Linked DNA regions of Hordeum vulgare: region 1 is linked to region 2. The links are chromatin contacts, called in public Hi-C maps. All regions are on one chromosome and are shown on one strand. The core of a region is the stretch at or near the end of the contact, and the rest is flanking DNA. Distances in the headings are between cores, read along the strand shown.

Region 1 (3,412 bases), core at 449-2,948, 280 kb after region 2:
AGTAACTATAAGTGTTATTGGAAGCCGCCGTCTTAACTAAGGGCGTTATAGGTAACGTCCGTCTTGACATTACTTCATGCAAGGCTTTATGTCCTTTGGACGTTATAGCGCCATCGCCGTTCATACATCTTCTCTATCCGAGTGTTGGTATGAGATCGACTCGTGGAGCATGGTCCAAGTGACTTGGTGAATCCTTGTGGATCATGAATATGCACCCTAATGCATCTATAGTCCAAAGAGTTAATGACGATGTGGGACCATAGGTGGGCCCTTAATGTCCGGTCCGTGACGCTACCTCTCGTAGGTCACCTCATCACCCACCGCCTAACCGTAGCGTCCTCATCGGCGGTCGCCTGAAGAAGTAGCTCGTGTGCCCCCGGTGCCTCCGCTGCATGAAGCTGGAATTGGCGACGCCCCTGCTGGCACAGCCGCTGTGCCCCGATCGACGGGCCATCGTCGCCACCTCGACGCTGCCGCCCCCAGATAAAGAAGGAGGTGCCGTTCGCGACCGACAAGGCACGTGGCCGCATCGCGAGGCCAAGGTTTCGGTGGTTCCTCCGGCTCTCGGGTTGTGGTGTCCGAGGTCCAGTGCACGGTCGCTGCACCACGTTCGCCAAGATGAACATGGCGCCGAAATGGGTCCGTAATGACCCGCACCTTGTCGCGGCTTGGGCACTCGACCGTTCCGTGACAACAGCAAAGACGTCTGCGAGTCGTCGCCACCGCCTTGACGGCGAGCTCGCCAAGATAGGCGAGGCGTGCTCACTTAGCGACTGCTCCGCCAATGCTGGTCGCGGCAAGGCAGGGCTCCGAAGGCCACATCGACACTCGGTGCGACGACACTCCGCATGGCGCGGCAGGAGGCGGAGCGGCTCGTCCGCAAGCGGCAGGTAGCCGTCGAACAAGGTTGTCGCGGCCCTCCAGCGGTTCCGGCACTGAAGGGACCACGACGATGACGACACCGATGCGGCGTATGAGGTGGTCGTCCGGTATAGGGTTTAAGTTTTTTCTAGTTTTTTACTTAATCGGTCGAAATATCGATCGTTTTATGTAAATTGTATCCGAACTTAAATAAAATTCATCGTGTGCATCAATTTTGTCCGATTGATTCGAGTTATTGGCCGGATGTACACGATTAGCGTTGGATGTAGTTCTTCTACATCCGTGTTCATAGACCGGTATGTCCACGAACATATAAGGAGAAAATTTGTGGGTTGGCTTTGAAGGTGCCTTTATACCTACGCTTGATTTTTTGGTTTTCTATTTTCTACGTGGTTTGACGTTAACTTACATTTTTTTGGCTGCTCTTTTCTATCAACGGATAAGTAAACCTTTGCTTGTTTATTATGTTTTTTACTCATACGCACTCTTGGAATTTTACTTGGGTTAGATTTCTTCCATGTCTTCCCCGCAAAAAAAAAATAATAATAATCATCCATACCTTTCTTTTTGAGGGGAAGATTTCATCCATACCTAGTTCCGAGATTAGCCTTATAAAAATTAAAATAGCATCCTCTTGGTCTACGACCTGTAAGTAGTCAGCCGAATGGCACGGGTGGCCTACCGTTAGCAACAACCATCCGGCATGGTTAGCATTTCGATTTTGTAGAAGAGGCATCTCGGTCAATGAAACGGGGTTATACTCCTATTTTTGGGTTGTTGTTCTCCTCCCCCCACCTTCATATGAGAGGAGCATCACCTCCCCTTTTTGTCTTCCCAACATTCCCGCTCTCCTTCCTCCTGCCGCAGCTGTCGTGATACGGCAGCTGCTGCGACGCGGCAATCTGCCCACCCATTTGGAGGAGGGAAGGCAACGTTAACCTCGGCGCATTCGATAGCCAACACACATTACACCGTTACAGAGAAACAATTGCACAAGAAATGGCCAACAGCGGCAGAGAACACAAGCGCAGCGTTCCACGTCCACCACCATTGTCGCTCTTCATTGGTAGGGAGCAAGAGCCAGCGGTCACGCGGACGCACCCGGCCGCTGCCGACAACACCAACAAGAAGAGGATGCTGTCGAAGCAGCTGTCCATGAAGGAGACCACCCGGGAGGTCAAGTGGGAGAAGCGACGGCGGCAGATACAACGGCAGAGGAGCAGCATGGGCCTGTACGACGCCGACCGCGTTAACATGCACACCAATGCCAATGGTGTTACCGACGAGGACCTGGACGAGCTCAAGGGATCCATGGAGCTTGGCTTCGGCTTCAACGAGGAGAGCGGAGGCCAGAACCTCTGCGACACGCTCCCCGCCCTCGACCTGTATTTCGCCGTGAACCGGCAGCTGTCGGAGCCCAAGATGCGGGTGTGCAGCCGTTCGCTGCCATCCCTTTGTGTGGCGACATCCTCGTCATCCATGCACTCCGGCACGCCGAGCCCGGCCGGTAGCCCTACCGCTCAGCCCTCCCTCCTTGACTCCTTGAAAATTTGCAGTCCAGGTCAGTAACATTGTACGTTTCCTTGTTAATTTCTTCCTAGATTCCGAATGAATCATCAGCTTATGTTATGTGGTCGGTTGTTTGGTCCTTTGACCGATGCAGCCGGCGAGAACCCGCAGCTTATCAAGACAAGGCTAAGGCAGTGGGCTCAGGTAGTGGCTTGTTCAGTGAAGCACTCCAGCTGAGAACGCTAGCTACATTGATTGAACCACTCTTCCTGCAGAACCGCTGTACATCCGAGTGTTCCATTAGACGGCGAGGGAGAGGACATGACCGGTGGTGCAATTAACTCAACGCCGTAACCTTGTTGCTCTGGTGACGCGCGCCCATGGTTGTTGTGCATAGTTTAGTCTGTATGTATGTGTTGGCAACATTAATGCACCGTTCCCTGTATTCACAGGACAACATTTGATGCAAGGACATTCTTCTTGTTCACCAACTTCTTTAGAAACACTAACTCTTGCTGAAACATTGCCATAAAAAACTAGGCATGCACGCTGCAAGATATATTCGACTAAAACACAAACACTCACCCAAGGGGGCAGGACGAATATCCTCCGAAATCCACCATTAATTTGTTTTGTACAGATTGTAGGGGAGAAAAGTTGGACCGATCGAATTTCGGTTTCAGACTTTAGATGTGCATATGTAATACAACACTGAATATCTGAAATTAAATTGGGCGTTTCGGTATAGTACGTGCGCCTCTGACTGCTGAAGATGTTGGTTAAGTATGCATGTAAACTGTGAATTACTTGTCCATAACTCAAATCACATGATTTTCTCATCATCCATCATAAAATGTATGCTTTTGATTGGACTTAGCGCGAATCGCTCATGTGAGATAAAACAATCTTTTTTATGGATTCTCAAGCCTGGCCTCCCCCCGCAAAATAAAAATAAAGAGACGTGGCCTATTGGGCACCTCCAAACATCGACCCTTAAACGGACGCTCTCAAATGTCCTCCG
Region 2 (3,285 bases), core at 585-3,084:
AACACAACAATAAAAGCCTTGCAGAACTTATATTGGGACTCTAGGCATGTAGACTCGCTCATACGAACGTACTCGTTAATGAGATCACCGAGCACTCCATATGCAAGCATTCAGATGGTGGCAATGCATTTCCGCTAAGAGGAAAACCAATATTTCCAACGACATCCACTTTGCACTCGAAATATCCATCGTAACCGACCACCCCCTCTCTAATACGATTGAAAAGATGTCAACTCATACGGAAAACGGCGGCGGAATTTCTGATGTTTGAACAACGGATTTGTTGCATCAAAGTAGTCCTTCCAAGGAAGGAGATGTCCGCTCTCTCGGTTGCGATTCAACGCCGGAAGGTGGACCAAAATGGAGCCACGGGACAGCGGCCGCTGGCTATTGATGTGGTGATGGACCAACATGGCAGCCAATATCTCCTCCTCGTCATCGGACGACGAATCGTCGGAGTCGTAAAGGAAATTGTCAAAAAAGAACTCGTCGGCGAAGTCCATTTTGTACCTTGGCAAACTGTCGAACAACTTGCGGGCGTCGACGAAGGAAACGGCCGGTGAAGGGAGTCGCGGCGCGCATGAACCAGCTAGCTGCCCTGCCGGCGTCAGACGAGCGTGTCGGTGAGGATATGATCGGGGCGGCGAGGCGGCTTCTTGGTCGCGGTCGCGGCTGTGTCGGGGGGGGGGGGAGCGGGGGAGGGAAGCAGTCGGTTCCCCGGCGGCAAGACAACGGTGACGGGCGACGTGGGAGGTGACGGCGTTGCTGAGCGGATGTTGTGGCGCCGACAGCTGGCAGAGTTATCGGAAAAAATGAGCGGCGGCAGCGGCGACGAAGAAGGCGAGGGTTGCTTTTGGATGGGGGAAGACCAACCTGCCACCAACCAGCGGGCCCGGGGAGGAGAAGGCGAACGCGCGCGCGTCCGTATCGTGTGTGCGGACGAAAAGCAGACACACGCTCATTTTAATTGTCACGTTGAACCGATTTTTATGTCCGAGTCAATCTAAACAACGAACGAAATTGATGGTCGTGTTAGAGCATCTCTAGTAGAACCCTCAAACCCTTAAAACAAAAACCAGTTTTAAGGGTTGAGAATTGCACATTTTTGACATTTTTAAGGGCAAACAGGGGCAAAGACTAGAACCCTCAAATCCAACCCTCAAAATCGAAATACAGTCAGGACCGCGCGCGCCGACTGCTGGAGCTCGCGCGCTGCTGCTGCTGCGGCGCCGCCGCGACGAGCTCCTTCTGCGGCAGGGAGAGGGAAGCGGAGGGGCGGCTGGCGCCGCGGCCAGGGCGGGGCGCGATGGCGTCCGGGGCGGGCGGGGCGCGACGGCGGCCTGGGCGGGCGCGGGGGGCGCGACGGCGGGCGGGGCGGGCGCGGGGGCGCGACGGCCGGGGCGCGGGGCGGCGGCCGGAGCGCGGGGGGAGGCGGGGTGGCGGCGGCCGAGGCAACTTCCTCGCGCGGGCGGGAACCAACTACCTCCCGCGCGAGGTGGGAAGTGGAGTGCGGGCCTCCCAACCCTCACTTCTACAGGCTTAAAACTAGTTTGAGGGTTGGACCTCTAAAAATATTTACGGGTTTAAGGGTTTAAGGGTTCTAGTCTACGCCGTTTTTCGGACGAAAACTGTAAAAAAGGCGGTTATTTTTAAGGGTTTGGGGGTTCTATTAGAGAGATGCTCTTGGAGTTGCAAAAATAAAAGTTCTGGCCGCGCGACGGACGTGGCACACGGGTCCGCCGCGAGCGGACACCAATGCAGAGGGAGGAGGGCAAATTCACAAACGCGACGCAACACGCAGCTGCCGATTAGTGGACTCAACTCGACTCGTCACTGCCCTCTGCTCGCCCATACGGTACTGCCACCGCGCCATTAACTGCCCGCATTGAAGCCACCCCGCTGCGCTCCAACTAACCTCCCCAGCTCCACGCCTTAAATGCGCGCCTCCCCTCGTTCCGATCCCCTTTCCTTCAAGCAAGCAACCGGGACCGGGAGTGAGAGGAAGTTGAGCTCTTTTGCTTCGTCGACGCTGGTTTTTGGTCCCTGACTGCTAGTCGAGATGTCCAAGATGACGGACGAGAAGGTGATTTCGGCGCCGGCGACGGGCGGAGGGGAGGACGGGCTGATCGCAGGGGACCTGTCAGCCGCGGAGGCGCGGGTCCGTCCGCTGGAGACGCTTTTGCGCGCCGCGCCTCTCGGGCTCTGCGTCGCCGCCATGGCCGTCATGCTCCGCGACACGCAGACCAACGAGTACGGCACCGTCTCCTACTCCGACCTCGGCGGATTCAAGTACGTTGCTCCCTCGCATCTGGACCCCTCCGTAGCTCGGGTTCATTAGCTCCTTAATTTCCGGTCTTTGCCGAGCTCCCTCACCAATTCATGTCCCTGTGTTTTTTTGGCACAAAATCGAAGGTACCTGGTCTATGCGAACGGGCTGTGCGCGGCCTACTCCCTCGTCTCCGCGTTCTACACTGCCGTGCCGCGGCCGGCGACGCTGTCCCGCTCCTGGATCGTCTTCCTCCTAGATCAGGTTATTCACTGGTTCCTCTGCTCTGCCTTGATAACTACTCCCCCGTTTCTAAATTATGAGTATATACATCCGCATGTAGTCGGTAGTAGAATCTCTGAAAAAACTTATATTTATGATTTAGGAACGGAGGGAGTATGATTAGAACAATATTTTGCAGCTTAGTTATGATGACTAGAGCCTTTTTACTTCAGTCAATTTTCCGATTTCGTTACTACTGTATGTATTAAAAAGTATAGTTCTGTAACAAAATCCATGCGTCAGTTTGGAGAGCTGAGGATATCAGTAGGTTTTATGACAAATTATTGGTACGACCTTTGATTTGTTCCAGCTAACTATCCCCTTTAGAGCACAGATGGAGGAGTCACCACCAGATCCTAGCTTTCCTGCACTGTAGAATTTTCCCAGTGACGGGAATCAGTTATCATTTATTCATGCTGATTAACGCGCAAGGTGGTTGTATGCAGGTGTTCACGTACCTGATCCTGGCGGCCGGCGCGGCATCGGCAGAGCTGCTCTACCTGGCATACAACGGCGACAAGGAGGTGACGTGGAGCGAGGCGTGCGGCGTGTTCGGCGGCTTCTGCAGGCAGGCCCGGACGTCGGTGGCCATCACCTTCGGCTCGGTCGTCTGCTACATCCTCCTCTCCCTCATCTCGTCCTACCGCCTCTTCAGCGCCTACGACGCACCCATGCCCTCGCTCGGCAACAAGGGCGTCGAGATCGCTGCCTTCCCGCGCTGAGCGGAGGGGATCCCT

The links. A called contact is a pair of places that touch in the nucleus more often than the background predicts.
Region 1: a contact with region 2 is called in a Hi-C map of leaf, with 4 times the contacts expected there. The contact joins the promoter of LOC123430151 here to the promoter of LOC123426403 in region 2. A contact is called at or near these places in 3 of 6 Hi-C or Micro-C datasets (leaf and seedling) and 1 of 1 datasets of contacts at active chromatin or transcription factors (embryo).

Annotation. Positions count from the first base shown.
Region 1 is chr2H:395,664,616-395,668,027 of MorexV3_pseudomolecules_assembly, forward strand. LOC123430151 reads left to right here and starts at 1,699. Exons shown (of 2, transcript XM_045114051.1): 1 at 1,699-2,443; 2 at 2,546-2,878. The coding sequence starts at 1,882. The coding sequence ends at 2,628.
Region 2 is chr2H:395,382,081-395,385,365 of MorexV3_pseudomolecules_assembly, forward strand. LOC123426403 (CASP-like protein 2A1) reads left to right here and starts at 1,835. Exons shown (of 3, transcript XM_045110238.1): 1 at 1,835-2,289; 2 at 2,413-2,530; 3 at 2,995-3,285. The coding sequence starts at 2,060. The coding sequence ends at 3,270.